Regions from separate parts of the Rattus norvegicus genome. Here region 2 is linked to region 1. Evidence: chromatin contacts called from public HiChIP or PLAC-seq data. All regions are on one chromosome and are shown on one strand. Each heading gives the region's core, a stretch centred on a gene start, on an enhancer-like site or on the middle of the called end of the contact. The rest is flanking DNA. Distances are from core to core; before and after follow the strand shown. Region 1 holds the start of Kctd12b (potassium channel tetramerisation domain containing 12b). Region 2 holds the start of Ubqln2 (ubiquilin 2).

Region 1 (7,245 bases), core at 2,483-4,982:
AATGGCAGGTTTGAATTAGAATCCTGACTCTACTAGTTATTACCTGGCTAACTTTGAGCAAACTATAAATTCTCTAAGCCTCAATTTTTTTTTATCCAGGAGATGGATATAGGAAAAAACATGATCAATAAGATGAGAAGGAAATTGTATAAGTCATATAAGTCATTATTTACCAGCTGATAAGTAATAATAACAGATATCAGTTACATTAGCTTCCTGAACTTGTCTCAGAGCAGTAGTTCTCACTTCGACCTTCCTAATACAGAATTGTGGTGACACCAACTGCAAAATTATTTCCTTGCTACCTCATAACTATAATTTTGCTATTGTTATGAATTGGAATGTAAATATTTGATATGCAGATGTCTTAGGCGACCCCTGTAAAGGGTCATTCAACCCCAAGGGATCATGGCCCACAGATTGAGAAGCACCGAAAAGCTGGTGAAGTGCTGCTTTCCACTGAGTATTTATGGTACTCAATGGATCACAGCAATCCATTGAGATGTTGCCTAAATGAACTATGCTGTTATATTCCACATTACTGTGCAGTTCAGAAATTATTGTACTGGGACACTTAACAAGATTCTGGAATTGCTTATTTATGTAGATGCCTGTGGCTAATTTGTCCTCAGATACAATGTAATCTTGATTATACTTCTTTGGATAAGCATCACTGGGAGGCTGGCCAGTAGGAAGGTTAGAGTAACTATTGAATGGTGAGAAAAATCACCAACAAACACATGGTATAATAATGCCAAGAATGTCATAATCTCAGAGATGTGAGAAGAAAGCCATTTATAGAAGTTCATCTTGAATATATATATATATGTATATATATATGAAATGTAATTGATTTTGCAGATTTCTGAATACAAAAAGTGGTATTCTTCCAAAAAACATTATCAAAAGTTGAAGATGTTTTCCCCCATTGTACAAACAGATAATTTTATGGCAAATTAAAAAAATAATTATTTTTTCTTCTGTGTTGTTTTAGATATAGTTTTGTAAAAAATCAACTTGAAATTGGCACTTAGAAACCATTCTTGCTCAAAAAAATTGACTCACTGGACCCACAAGATTAATTGAAACCAAGGTAAAAGTTTGACGTCTCTGCCTTCATTCTGTATCTCTTTGCCTCCTTTACTTTGGCTGAAGGTACTCAGATAAATCTTTTTCTTTAACCTTTCCTCTGGAATCATCCTCCAGCAAAGGAGAATAATCCATAACAGTACACTTAGGAGCAGAGATAATAAGAAGAACCACATTGATTCCTTCCACGCAGTAAGCGTTTCTTCACGTCGTCTTACAGGAAGAGAGCTGAAATGGTCAAGCAGAGTGCATCTTGACTAGGGCTGCTTCATTATACATGTCTCTTACCCTTAATATCAAGTCCCCCTCTTCTCAGAGTGAATTCTCTGAAGAAATCTCTCTGTTTTCACAATTACTTGTTCCTCTGTCATATGCTGATAGTATAGCTGGGGGTGGAGGGCATGCGAAGACTGCCAGAAACCAGACTTCTGACCTGAAAATTTCAGTTATAAGCCAATGATCCAAAATCTTATGAATCAGAACTATAGTCAAGCTAGGGCAGTGGTTCTCAACCTGTGGGCCATGACACCCTTGAGGGTCACATATCAGATGTCCTGTATATCAGATACTTACATTATGATTCATAACAGTAGCAAAATTAATTATGTAGTAGCAACAAAAATAATTTCTTGTTTGGGCGTCACTACAACATTAGGAACTATATTAAAGAGTTGCAGCATCAGGAAGGGTGAGAGTCACTGTTCTAGGGAGTCAAACTGAGTGGTCTGTTTGCCACTCTGGTTAACAAAACAATGTTAGCTACTTTCAAAAGGACAGAGCCTTTATTCTGGGAGCAGAAATCAGAACAAAAGTCAGGATGAAACTGCACTGGAACTTCAGCTGCTGCCTTTCTCAGACGTTTTTAAATATAGGTATAGAAGCATTACTGTGAAAAGCTACATTTGATATTACTCATAGCTAGGAACCTTAATCTGTGAGTGGTTTTGGGTTGGTTGGTTTTTGTTTTGATTTGATTTGATTTTTTCTTTCTGTTAGAAAGAAAATGGAAGTGGTTTCTGTAATATTGAACATATCTAGCGCAAAACAGCCCCTTGTGCATACATTATAGCACTAATTCAAGAAGGGCATACTCCCCAAACAGGAAGATGTTTATTTTTCTTTATGTGTTTGCAATGTAAAAAATTCTTTTTTTACACATAAAGCTTCCCGTATAACTTTTTTCTCCCTTTCTCCAACCCAATGATTTCTGTTAAACTGGCTTTGCTTATGGGGAAACAGACAAGCAACAAACACAAAGAGTTCTCTTAATCTAACTGGCAGTCAGTTTTGGAAATGCTTTTTCCTCCTTTGTGGGGGTTCTGGGGGTGGGCAGCGGGCAGCCTTTTAAGAAACCCTGAAACGGCTCATTTATTCTCTTTCATGAATAAACCGGAGGCTGCTAAGGGTTTGTTGGTAGTGCCCTCAGTTAATCAAAGAAATAAGAGTCCCTGTAAATGAGGTGACATTTAATAAAGGGCTTAACTCAGGCTGCAGAGAAGACCGGTAAAAGCAGCTGTATGCCAAGCCCAGAAAAACCGAGCTGTATATTCTAGCATTTCAAAGGTGGTAAGGAACTAGCTCATGTATCGCTCCCTTTCTGGCTCTGAATAATTCTACTTGTAACCAAGATCCATGGTTTTCAAAGACAAAAGTCAGCTGTAGCAAAGTACATCATACTGTAAGCTCGTCAAAATGTGTGACTGCCAGAAAATATGCAGGAAGACATTTCTGAGGAAAACCAGACACTTTATAAACAACCAGCTTTCCATTTTATTAAGCTTTAAATCCCTGTGTCCTAATCCCTCTTTCTTACCGCCCTCCATTTTCTTCTGGAATCCTTCACTTTCTTTTCTCTGTCTCTTGGCTTCTGTCTCTCTCCTCTTTTAAACCAGTGTGTTTTAAATATTTACTTGTTTGTAAGAACAAACCCACACATTTAAAATAGAAAAGTGATGCCCACCTTTTATACTGCTCCAAGTTAGAGTTCCAAGAAAGGAGTTAACAGCTAAACTGCAAGTGTAAGCAAAGGGAGAAAACAACTTCAAGTGAGAAGAATTAAGAACCAATTATTTGCTTCAGCACTATCCCCTTTTGCTTCCAACTAGCTTGTGTCTGTGACTTTTTGTCTGCTCATAAAAGAAAATGTTAGCACCCAGATACAATAAAGTCAATCAAAATACTTTAAAAATTCACCAGATTCTCGAAAGCAATCTGAATTTTCTGAATTCCCTCCTCAGAAAGAGCTCTGGATGCTTTTGGAACTCTAAACTGCTTTCTAGTCATAGGCTTCACAGATCTCTCAATCGAGAAACAACAGACGCCTAGCCCCAGCTCAAATCCAGAAGGTCCGGAATTCCAGAAGCAATGGACTGGAAAGAAAAGACAAGAAAGCAGGGTGGTAAAATAGTTACCTTTGAGTCTTGAGCCACTCAGGTACTGCCAAGCCGAGCCTCAGTGCCTGTCTGCCTCAGTGCTGTGAGGGCTCAGCTCCACAGAGCTTTTCTGTTCTTCCTCTCCTCTCCCTTGCTGTGTGTTTTGGTGCTTGATTTGAGTTTTCCTCTTTAAAACTAGCAGTCCCGTAGACCCTCCTCCCCTGCTATGACATACTTGACTTCCTCTCCAGCCTAGCCAGCCTCCAGCTCTATTCTGCAGCCTGAAAAGAAGCAAAGCAGAGAGAAGGCACGGAACGGGGAGGGGGCAAGAAACAAAGGTAGTGGTGACGGTGAGGGAAGAAATTTTGTTCATCTTGGTTACAGCAGAGCAAGTAAACATTTTGCAGTCACAACTACATAAAGGATTTGTAAGGGGCTTGTTGTTTGTTTGTTTGTTTGTTTGTTTGTTTCTGAAACAGGGCCTTCTTACATACTCCAGGCTAGCATTGAAATTTACAGCGTTTGGTGTACCAGGAGTACCAGGATCACAGCTATGGGCAACCACAATCACATTCTTTTCAATAAAGAATTGGTTGGATTCCGAACTTAATATTAAATATGCTTACTTTAACACACAGAATCCTGAGTGTCAGATAGTATGCTGAGAGCTGAGAATAAAGAAATACTAGACACATTTTTTTTCCTTTCTTGAGAAGAAATAAGCACTGTAAGTATGATACTGCTATGGATGAGAAAAAGCACAGTATTGTAGGAACAGAAAGGAAGCATTCTGGGGCTATCTAGGGAAATCTGAAGGCTTCCTGGGGGAATAACGAAGTTTTACCGGATGCATAGGAATTAGCCACAAGCAGAAAGACATGATTAGCATGGCAGGCAGAAAGGACAGTGTTAACAAAGACAGGGGAGGGGACACCATGTATTAGCCACTACATTCAACTTTTTTAAAAATGCTAGAGTCAAGACATTAGGCTACCTCACTCCAAAAATCCTAGTTAATGTTGTCCAGATGTGGTATAAACCCGACTAAAAACTGAACCACTTATCCATCTAAGTTATTTCATTGTGTTTGCATTTCTTTCTCTAAGCACCAATGAAATCATTGGCTTGAAATGTGGATTTCTTCTCAAAACTGGGCTATGCCTCTCTAAATCTTAAAGTTTTTTCTCAGTCAAATAGTCCTTTCTGAGAGATGAGTTTTAAAATGGTTCAATTTGGAGTGAGGATATACTTACAGGTAGAACTTGACATACACCTAGAAATATCTGGAATCTTAATTCAAGATTTGTCAACCTCAGATTGCCCTGTAGGCAAGTCTGCAGGGGGCATTTTCTTGATTAATAACTGATGTGGGAGGGCTCAGCCCACTGTGCATGGTGCCACCTCTAAGCAGGTTGAGTCTGGGTTGCATAAGAAGGCTGAGAAAGCCATGGGGAGCAAGCTAGAAAGAAATGTTTTTTCCATGGACTGTGCTTTGGTTCCTGTCAAGATTCCTTCCCTAACTTTCTTTATTGATGAACTGTGACTTAGAAGTAGAAGATGAAATAAATAGTTTTGTTTCTGAGGTCATGGTCTTTATCACAGCAGTAGAAACCTAACTAAGACACTGTTTTTGACATGTAAACAATGCCCTTCCAAATGGGCATTGGCTGCTTCACATATTCAATGTATATGCAATAAATTCTAAAGAAACAGAAGTTATTAAAAAAGACTGTGTTTACAATCTAAAGCAGCTTGGTCTTTTTAATTCTGAGACCAAATGACCTATTTTAAGTTAGACATTTCTTTTTAAAGTAGTAAAATCCTCCCTAGAAAATTTACCTGTATTCCCAGACATTCCTACAGATCATATTCACCTTGATTATGATATATGCAAGTAAAATGTAATACCATTAACTAAATCTATTTTAATGCATTGTCTGGGCTAGGGAAAGATACAGTTTCCTCTGACGAGTATAGGGCCAAATTTCCAAGTGGCAGCTAAATAGACAATAGTGTTGACTGTAAGTCATTGCTTTTTTCCCCCTTTATTCTCATTCCCCCCTCTCTGAATGTGTGTGTGTGTGTGCGTGCGTGCGTGCGTGCGTGCGTGCGTGTGTGTGTGTGTGTGTGTGTGTGTGTACACATGCATATGTGTATATGTATCACATTTCCTCCCCCCTGGAAAAGTCTCTCAAACAACACCAGTATCTCAGATGCTTTCAAAAATCCTTTCTTGGCTGGCACTGCTTTAACTGCTTCCAAGTTTGACTCGTGTTTTGATTGAATCTGGAGAATATCTCTTAGAATTGCTGTTGCTTTTGGAGGAGTGGGAGTTCTGAGCAGATTGTCGTACGAAAAAAATTATAGTGGAAAAGGGATCTGCAAAATTCCCACAGTGCTCATCTGAATTTAAAATTAATGGAGTACGATCATTAACTTCTAAGTCACTTGACAAAATGATCTTTTTGTTCATTATAGATAATGTGTGGCTATCAAGGCTGTGTCGTTCTTTGTAGGGGGAATTTTCACACCTTAACACCTACATCCTGAACCCAAATATCTGCTAAACATGTGTGTATTTATGCACAAACATGTTCTTAACAAAAATAGGGCAGAAATATTCATGTCAATTACAAGTTTTGTTTCTTCAACTGATCTCATGGCCTTGGTTGGTATTTATAATACTGTCCTCTACTGCCCATTGTGTACTTCCTCCATCCCCAGCAAACACCTCAGCAGTTCTTAGTTGTTCTCCTGCTACCCATGCAGTTATTATCGAAGTGTCTGTGCCCTTTGTCATCCTGCCTGGATTAGGTTATTGTAGTTTCCCACTGACTTTGGTCACAGGACATAGCAGCGCCAAGACATGCCTTCAAGTATCTCCTGCACTCCAAACATTATCTTCCTTATGGTCACTGTGGAGAAAAATTCAATTTCTGCCTTAAGGATTTTATTGTTGAAATAAAACATCATGTCTAAATGCAAGTTGTGGAGCAAAAAATTTATTTCATTTTACATATTTTACACTTCTAGGTAACAGTCCATTACTCAGGAATACTGCTCACCATGGAATGAGCACATTTACATCAATCATTATAACACACACACAGACACACACACACACACACACACACACACACACACACGAGTGCACGTATGTGTGCATGTATATCATTTACCTAAATTACTTATAGTCGTCATGCTTTCTTGTGTCTGGCTAAGTCCTACTCATTGTTTCAAATTTACCTCTTGTCTCAATTCCTCCAGAGAGCGTCCCTGTTACCTCCGATTATATTAAATTTCCTTCCTTCTAGATAATTCCCTCCATCTTTTTGTACACCTCTCTACCATCACTCCTGCCATGGTATAGTGGCATTTATTTTGTACATAAATATCTCTAAAACCATATATATCTCTTAGAGCTTCTTTAATATAAAAAAAGTCTACAGTGTTTTCTAGTCTTATTTTAAAAGATTCTAACACAATGCTCTAAAATTGTTTGAGTCACACATCAGATGTAACATATGGAGATATAGAATACATGGCATGTTTGGAGAACATAAAATCAAGAATAGAAATTTGGTAATGCCAATGTTGAAGTAGTGAGTACATTAAAAAATGCTGTAAAAGAAATTGTAGCAGTGAATATAGAAAGACACGGGTTGTGCATGAGCAGAGACCCTTTTTTTTTAAAAAAAGACTGTTGTATTAGAGTTGTCTAGAGAAACAAAACTGAAGTAATATATATGTGTGTGTGTATATATATTCTATGTATATATGCATA
Region 2 (7,253 bases), core at 4,455-6,954, 240 kb before region 1:
TATTTTCATTACTTACTTTTATGAATATAAGGTATGGAATCTGTTACTAAATAGATGTGAATATTAATACATTGTTATAACAATATCCTTTCTTTCCAAACAGTATGCTAAAGCCAATATAATGATCTATCTTTATCAATTATTTTAATGATCCTATCAGTTAACAACTCAGTTCTGTCATTTACATAAGGATGTGTTATGTAGCTATTAGAGTCATTTCAATATGTACACCAATATATATTTCAAAAAGTCTCTTTGTTTGCTCTGGGATTTTACATATGGAGGCAATGCAAAATAAACTATAGTGAAACTGTGAGCTCATAACTGAAAGATGTCTTTACTTTGTATAGGTTAATTGCAAAAGAAGATGGTTGCCTTCGGGCACTTATCTTAGCCATTCAATTTTAAGAAAGAAGATCTACGAAAATTCAGTATTTAAAAATGTTTGCTTTGGGGCTGGAGAGATGGCTTAGTGGTTAAGAGCACTGGCTGCTCTTCCAGAGGTCCTGAGTTCAAGTCCCAGCAACCACATGGTAGCTCACAACCATCTGTAATGAGAGCTGATGCCCTCTTCTAGTGTATCTGAAAGACAGCTACAGTGTACTTATATATAATAAATAAATCTTTAAAAAATGTTTGCTTTGAAATTGTCTGTATCCTCCTTTTTAAAAGACGATGCTGATAGTTTTATAGACTATTGCCTTGAATGATCCTGCTTACAGACCTCTTGACTCAACCTGGTCTTTATTATCAGTATGAGAGTTTGAATTTTCTATGTTACCATCCCCAGAGTATTTTTCATGGCTACAGAATCTCCTACAGATTCTGCTCTACTCTTACAGATATTATTCTTGGATGACCACTAAAATGGTAGGATTGTCTTATCTGGATATTTCGACTTTGTCTTCTTTATGGATGTGAATCAGACTGAAAAACAAACAAACAAACAAACAAACAAACAAACAAACAAACAAAGTTTTACTCATTTCTGCCCTACCAGAAAAGGTTTCTTCTTCATAGCCAGGCCTCCATATTATTTTTATTTTAATGTTTTAATCTAAGAATTCCCTCTCGTCTCTTTTTTTCTTTCAACCTCCCATTGATTTTGTAATTTTTTATTGGTTATTTTCTTTATTTACATTTCAAATGTTGTTGCCCTTCCAGGTTTCCCCTCCACAAACATCCCTCCACTCCCCCTTCCCCTGCTTCTATGAGGGTGCTCCCCACCACCCAACCACCCACCCACTCCTGCCTTAGCACTTTAGCATTCCCCTACACTGGGGCATCAAATGTCCACAGGACCATGGGCCTCCAGTCCTACTGATGCCCTACAAGGCCCATCCTCTGCTACATATGTGGCTAGAGCCGGATTTTGTAAATCTTGAGCAAACTTAATTTTGAATTCTTTTGGAAGTCTGTCATGAATTTTAGGTTCTTGTATTGTCTGTAACACAGAGGGGCAGATGGTCACTTTCAGCTCATTTTTTTTCAAGTGCCAGTTTTCTTCAAAATCATATACTTCTGACGAGAAAACTATGAATACAAAAATTGAAGGAAAGATAATAGCTTTTCATCATTACCATCATCACCATGAGGACCTGCATGCTACTTACCAACATAATTATATTCCCCCAAAGTAACTACCACACCTTTCCAAGAAAGTGAACTAGTTATCTTCTTGGTCTTGTGCAATTTACTCCAGTGGTTCATGGCTTTAAGTTTTTAAGAGACAGAGTAAAAGAAAGCAAAACAGAGGCTCCTGCTAAGAGCATCAAACATTCTAAAGCGTGGAGACCCAACCTGATAAGAAAATCAATAAAGCTCAATGGTAGCCAACTTGCAAATCAGCATTCACACCTTATCTAAAGAATGTAGCCACTATTCACCTCCAGGCAAATTATGGCATGGTATGAACCCAATGTAACCAGATCATCTAGTTTTGAAACTGAAGTCATAAATCTCTGTTTGGGAAACTTGCCAAGTTTTAGGTGTTGGCAGGCCAAAGACAGCACATGAATTGCCAGTTCATAACTTACATCCCAGAGATTAAAGTGGATATGCAACACTAGAATTTCTGGGAGTTCAAGAAAGACTGACTTGCACATTGCTTATTTATATATAAAGTAAATGAACAAAGCAAAAATTATTAAAAGATTGCAGTGAGCATGAAGGTAGAAAATATCACCCCAGAGCAGACTATGTGCTAAGTAAATTGTACATTTGCTCTTTTGTGTCATTTGTTATTTTTAGATTTAATTGTGTAATTTGATTTTCCAAGAGTAAATTTATCTCATTGTTCTTATTTTCCCAAAGGGAAATATAACAGTAATTACCTTCTTTGTGTCTGTTTCTCTCTCTGTCACTATCTCTCTGTCTCTGTCTATCTCTGTCTCCCTATGTTTCTGTCTGTCTGTCTGTCTCTCTCTCTCTCTCATGAACTAGTGCAGCTTTAAGAACATGTTTCTTTGTCCCATTGTAGCTGGTAGAGAACTTACACTATAGAGAAATGATTACTGTTCTAACATCACACAGCTATCCGTGACTGTGGTAGAGTTTTTATTCCAATGTCATTGACTCACATCTTGCCCTCTTTACATAACTGTTTCTCTAGTTGTAACGGGATGATGATGACGATGATGATGATGATGATGATGATGATGATGATGGTGATGGTGATGATGATGATTATTAATTTTCTGCCATGTGCATCCACAAGAGTGAAGAATGATAAGAATTTTCTTTGAGTTCTGTAGATCCACTCCAGGTAGACAATGCATTTTACTAATGCAGGACTTAGGTTTTTAGGATACAGCCATAACCTAGAAGTGCTCAGTAAAATTGAATGTTTCAGTATATTTTCAGTACTGGTTATCAAGTTGGCCTTCATTTCCCAGAGGAATATGAAGTTCTTGTTTCCTGCCATAGCTATTAAAAGTAATTCAGGTAATGCTTATGAAGAGCAGACTTAAGCATTCTGTAGCAGCTCTGTCAAGCTCCAGCATTACACTGTCTTTCACATCTTTACTTTTTTTTTGATTTTTGTGGTGCTGCGGATGGAACCGTGGGACTTTGTATATACTCTGGCTCAGCTCTTTTGCAGCTTTATAGATGGTGTGATCCATTGCTTTCATATTTAAACAAGATAAAATGTCTTTCTAGTATCTCACAAAAAGGAAAATGTTGCAGCAAGAGAAAAGGATGAAGGAAGAGGAATATTGTTTGTTTATCTTTGCTGTTTTCATTTTATGGCTGGCATGTTAGGTACCTTTTTCTGGTTTCTCTGTTGTCTCCTTTATTTGAATGTCTAATACACTTATTTTTGCTATTATTTGGCATTTAAAGCCTTAAAATGTATAAATTTGAATCGGAGTTCATTCACATAATACCCCATAAATCAAATGTTATTAAAGGTGAACCTGCTAAAAATGCAGATTCTTGTTCACCACTTATTTCAGTGGGGCCTAGAAATGTCTATTAGTACCAAGTTCCTTAAACTACCTATAGAGTAATCTTATGGCAATTATTGAGACATATATTCTCATTATAATTATGCTCATCAATTCATTCTACTAAGAATTTCAATTTGTTCTGTCTCAAAAGTCTTTAGTTTTCTTTAAATTTTAAGTGTTTTCTTCTTCCCCATTTTTGTTAATAGTATTTACCTTTAAGGGTGATTAAAGATAACCTGTGATATAATATTAAATTTCTCTTTATTTTCAGTAAAGTTAAACACATTGTAAACAGATGTGAACTGTTACTATCTAAAATCAGCCATTACTGGTAGCTTGTCATGTTTGCCTATATTTTAGAGACAAAGCACATTTTTACAGCTCTAACTCCAGTTCTGTGTAGTCATTGTCTTGAATCCTGTACCATTTCCTCTTCCTTGTGGCTAGATGTTTAGGATGACTGCCTCTTGCCCATTTATTTTCTCTTGTTTTCTTTTCTTTTTTTTCAGTTCTAGGCATTGAATCCAGGGTCTCTTTACACACGGTAGGCATGTGCTCCGTCAGTGAGCCACAGTCCAGCCTGTCTAGCTAATATAATATTTTGCATACATACGAACATATGTTTTAAACACCATAGATATTTACATTTGATGTGTGTCAATTAATTATGTTTTGAGATTTGTATTTAAAGCAAGTTCACTTTTCATTGTATATTATATTAGTATGAGACCTAGTATATATGATCATTTTTATACTAATTCATGGACATAATGACTCTATATTTTGTTTTACACTGAGATTTATTGAGGTATTTGTGATGTAATGATTTTGAAATGCTGTTAAATCATCACTAGGTTTTTGTATGGGAAAAGGATTTTCTGTGTTCAAAGCAAGAGAAATAAACATAAATGATTTCAGAATTATTTCTTTTATAATTCAGGTTTTCTATATCACTAATACTCCATTTTTATTTTCTTTATTTAATCTGTAATGATTATGTTCATTTCTGCCACGATTGTGTGCCTGTCAATTTTTACCTTTATTTTTGTCTGAAAATATATTTGTAGTTTTTAAAAATCATAAATGCAATGCATATTTATCCATAAAATTGAAAGTCTTATAAAAATAAAAAATAAGCCTTATTCACAATCTCATCTCCTATTAATAATTACCTTTATCATAATGGAGTCTCACCCTTCAGATTTATTTTTCACACATATAGTCTACAAGCTTTTTGATACTGACACCTACACGCCTGTATTATTTCCATTTGTTAAGAAAAACATAAATCCATAGAAAATATAACCCCAAATATCGTCTATTATTTCCTCCTAACTACAGTGCATTTAATGTATTCTTTTAGAGACACGTAATACTACATGAATTAGCCACCATCTTTTAGACACAGGGATTATTTTATTGTATGGCAAAATCATAGTATTCCTGCTACAGACACATTTAACTAGCTAAACGCTGTGTTTATAAATGCTACGTTGTATGTGTATATATATATATATGTATATATATGATTTTAGAATCGATTATTAGGTCTTTCTAAACAAAGGTGCAAATACTTAAAATGTCCATTTGTATTTTCAAACTGCCCGATTACAATTCCTACTACGACTAGCATGAGAGTGCATTTTCTCGGCTCCTGGTCAACAAGGTTTAACGTTCTCTTTCATCGGCGCCAATATGATAAACCCGAAGGAAAAAATCTCATTGTTTTATTTGAATCCCTTTGATTAGGAGCGAGCCTCATATTTTCAGAAGCCTGTTGGTCGTTTTTAGGCTCCTTTTGTAAAATGCTCGCTCCCGCCATGCCTTCCCTTCCCCCACTCGGGTGCTCGTTCTCCCTTTTTGCTTTGTCAGAGTTCTTTACTATTCATTTTTCGTCCTTTGCCTGGGATCGGTTCAATTCAGGCTTTCATCCTTTCACTGCCTCCCAGATTGCGAACCCACATTCTCCATTGGTCTTTCAGAGGCTGCTAAAGAAGCTGCCTCCCTCTTCCACCTCCCGGCCTCCTCCCTTCCCCCCCTCGCCTCGCCTCGGTCCCCTCGCTTTTCTCTCCAGCCTCCTTCCTTTTCCTTCCCTTTCCCCCTCTCTTTGTTTATTTCTCCCTCCCTCTCCCTCTCCCCTCTTCGCCCCCCCTCCTCTGCAGGGCAGGAGTTTTGCGCTCGGCTGCGAGACGCTCGCTGGGCTGGCGCCGCGTCAGCAGGGGGCGGGGCGCGGCCGGGGGCGGGACGGGGCGGGAGCGCGGGCGCCGCAGCTGCAGGAGTCGCTGGGAGTGCGCGCGGGCAGATCACAAGGCGGCGGCGGCAGAGACGGCCTGCAGGACCTGCTCTCTCAGCCCTTAGCCGAGGCCTACGCCGAACCGAGTGCGCAGCCGACGACCGGGAGGAGCCGCAGCCCTCATCTCTGAGGTACTGTGTTCCGCACTGCCCGCCGGGCCGCCCCAGTCCGCTGCCGCGGCGCCTCCTTCCCTCGCGCCCTCTTCGCTCGCCAGCGCCTTCCCTGTGAGCCTGCGTCACCGCGGCCGCCATGGCTGAGAACGGCGAGAGCAGCGGCCCCCCGCGCCCCTCCCGCGGCCCTGCTGCGGCCCCAGGCGCGGCCAACCCGCCAGCCGAGCCCAAAATCATCAAAGTCACTGTGAAGACCCCCAAAGAGAAGGAGGAGTTCGCGGTGCCCGAGAACAGCACCGTGCAGCAGTTCAAGGAAGCGATTTCTAAACGCTTCAAATCGCAAACCGATCAGCTCGTGCTGATTTTCGCTGGAAAAATCCTGAAAGATCAAGACACCTTGATCCAGCATGGCATCCATGATGGACTGACTGTTCACCTGGTTATCAAAAGCCAGAACCGTCCGCAGGGCCAGGCCACCACGCAGCCCAGCACTACTGCGGGAACGAGCACGACGACCACGACCACCACCACGGCGGCGGCGCCGCCGGCGGCGACTACATCATCGGCTCCCAGGTGTAGCACCACAGCTACTACCACAAATAGCAGCAACTTGGGGCTCGGAAGCCTTGCCAGCCTTGGTAACCTGGGTTTGAACTCGTCCAACTTCACCGAGCTTCAGAACCAGATGCAGCAGCAGCTCTTGGCCAGCCCCGAGATGATGATCCAGATCATGGAAAATCCCTTTGTTCAGAGCATGCTTTCGAATCCTGATCTGATGAGGCAGCTCATCATGGCCAATCCACAGATGCAACAATTGATCCAGAGAAACCCAGAAATCAGCCACCTACTGAACAACCCAGATATAATGAGGCAGACTCTCGAAATCGCCAGGAATCCTGCCATGATGCAAGAGATGATGAGAAATCAAGACCTGGCTCTCAGTAATCTCGAAAGCATCCCAGGTGGCTACAATGCTCTGCGGCGCATGTACACTGACATTCAAGAACCCATGCTGAATGCCGCACAGGAGCAGTTTGGGGGCAATCCGTTTGCCACGGTGGGGAGCAGTTCCTCCTCAGGGGAAGGTACTCAGCCTTCCCGCACGGAGAATCGGGATCCGCTGCCTAATCCTTGGGCACCACCGCCAACTACCCAGACCTCTGCGACGACCACCACCACGACCACAAGCAGTGGCACTGTGGCTGGCAGCAACACCAGCAGCACTACGGCCGGGAACACCATGGCTGCAGCTAATTATGTGGCCAGCATCTTCAGCACCCCAGGAATGCAGAGCCTGCTGCAGCAGATAACTGAAAATCCCCAGCTGATTCAGAATATGCTGTCTGCACCCTACATGAGAAGCATGATGCAGTCGCTGAGCCAGAATCCAGATATGGCTGC

The links. HiChIP or PLAC-seq counts read pairs in DNA pulled down with a chosen protein or histone mark.
Region 2: a contact with region 1 is called in an H3K27ac HiChIP or PLAC-seq map of oligodendrocytes, with 4 times the contacts expected there. The contact joins the promoter of Ubqln2 here to the promoter of Kctd12b in region 1. A contact is called at or near these places in 2 of 12 Hi-C or Micro-C datasets (the A7r5 cell line and the Rat2 cell line) and 1 of 1 datasets of contacts at active chromatin or transcription factors (oligodendrocytes).

What each region holds. Positions count from the first base shown.
Region 1 is chrX:20,985,540-20,992,784 of GRCr8, reverse strand. Kctd12b (potassium channel tetramerisation domain containing 12b) reads right to left here and starts at 3,732. Exons shown (of 3, transcript XM_006256771.5): 1 at 3,501-3,732; 2 at 3,050-3,099.
Region 2 is chrX:21,230,679-21,237,931 of GRCr8, reverse strand. Ubqln2 (ubiquilin 2) reads left to right here and starts at 5,704. Exons shown (of 1, transcript NM_001108251.2): 1 at 5,704-7,253. The coding sequence starts at 5,992.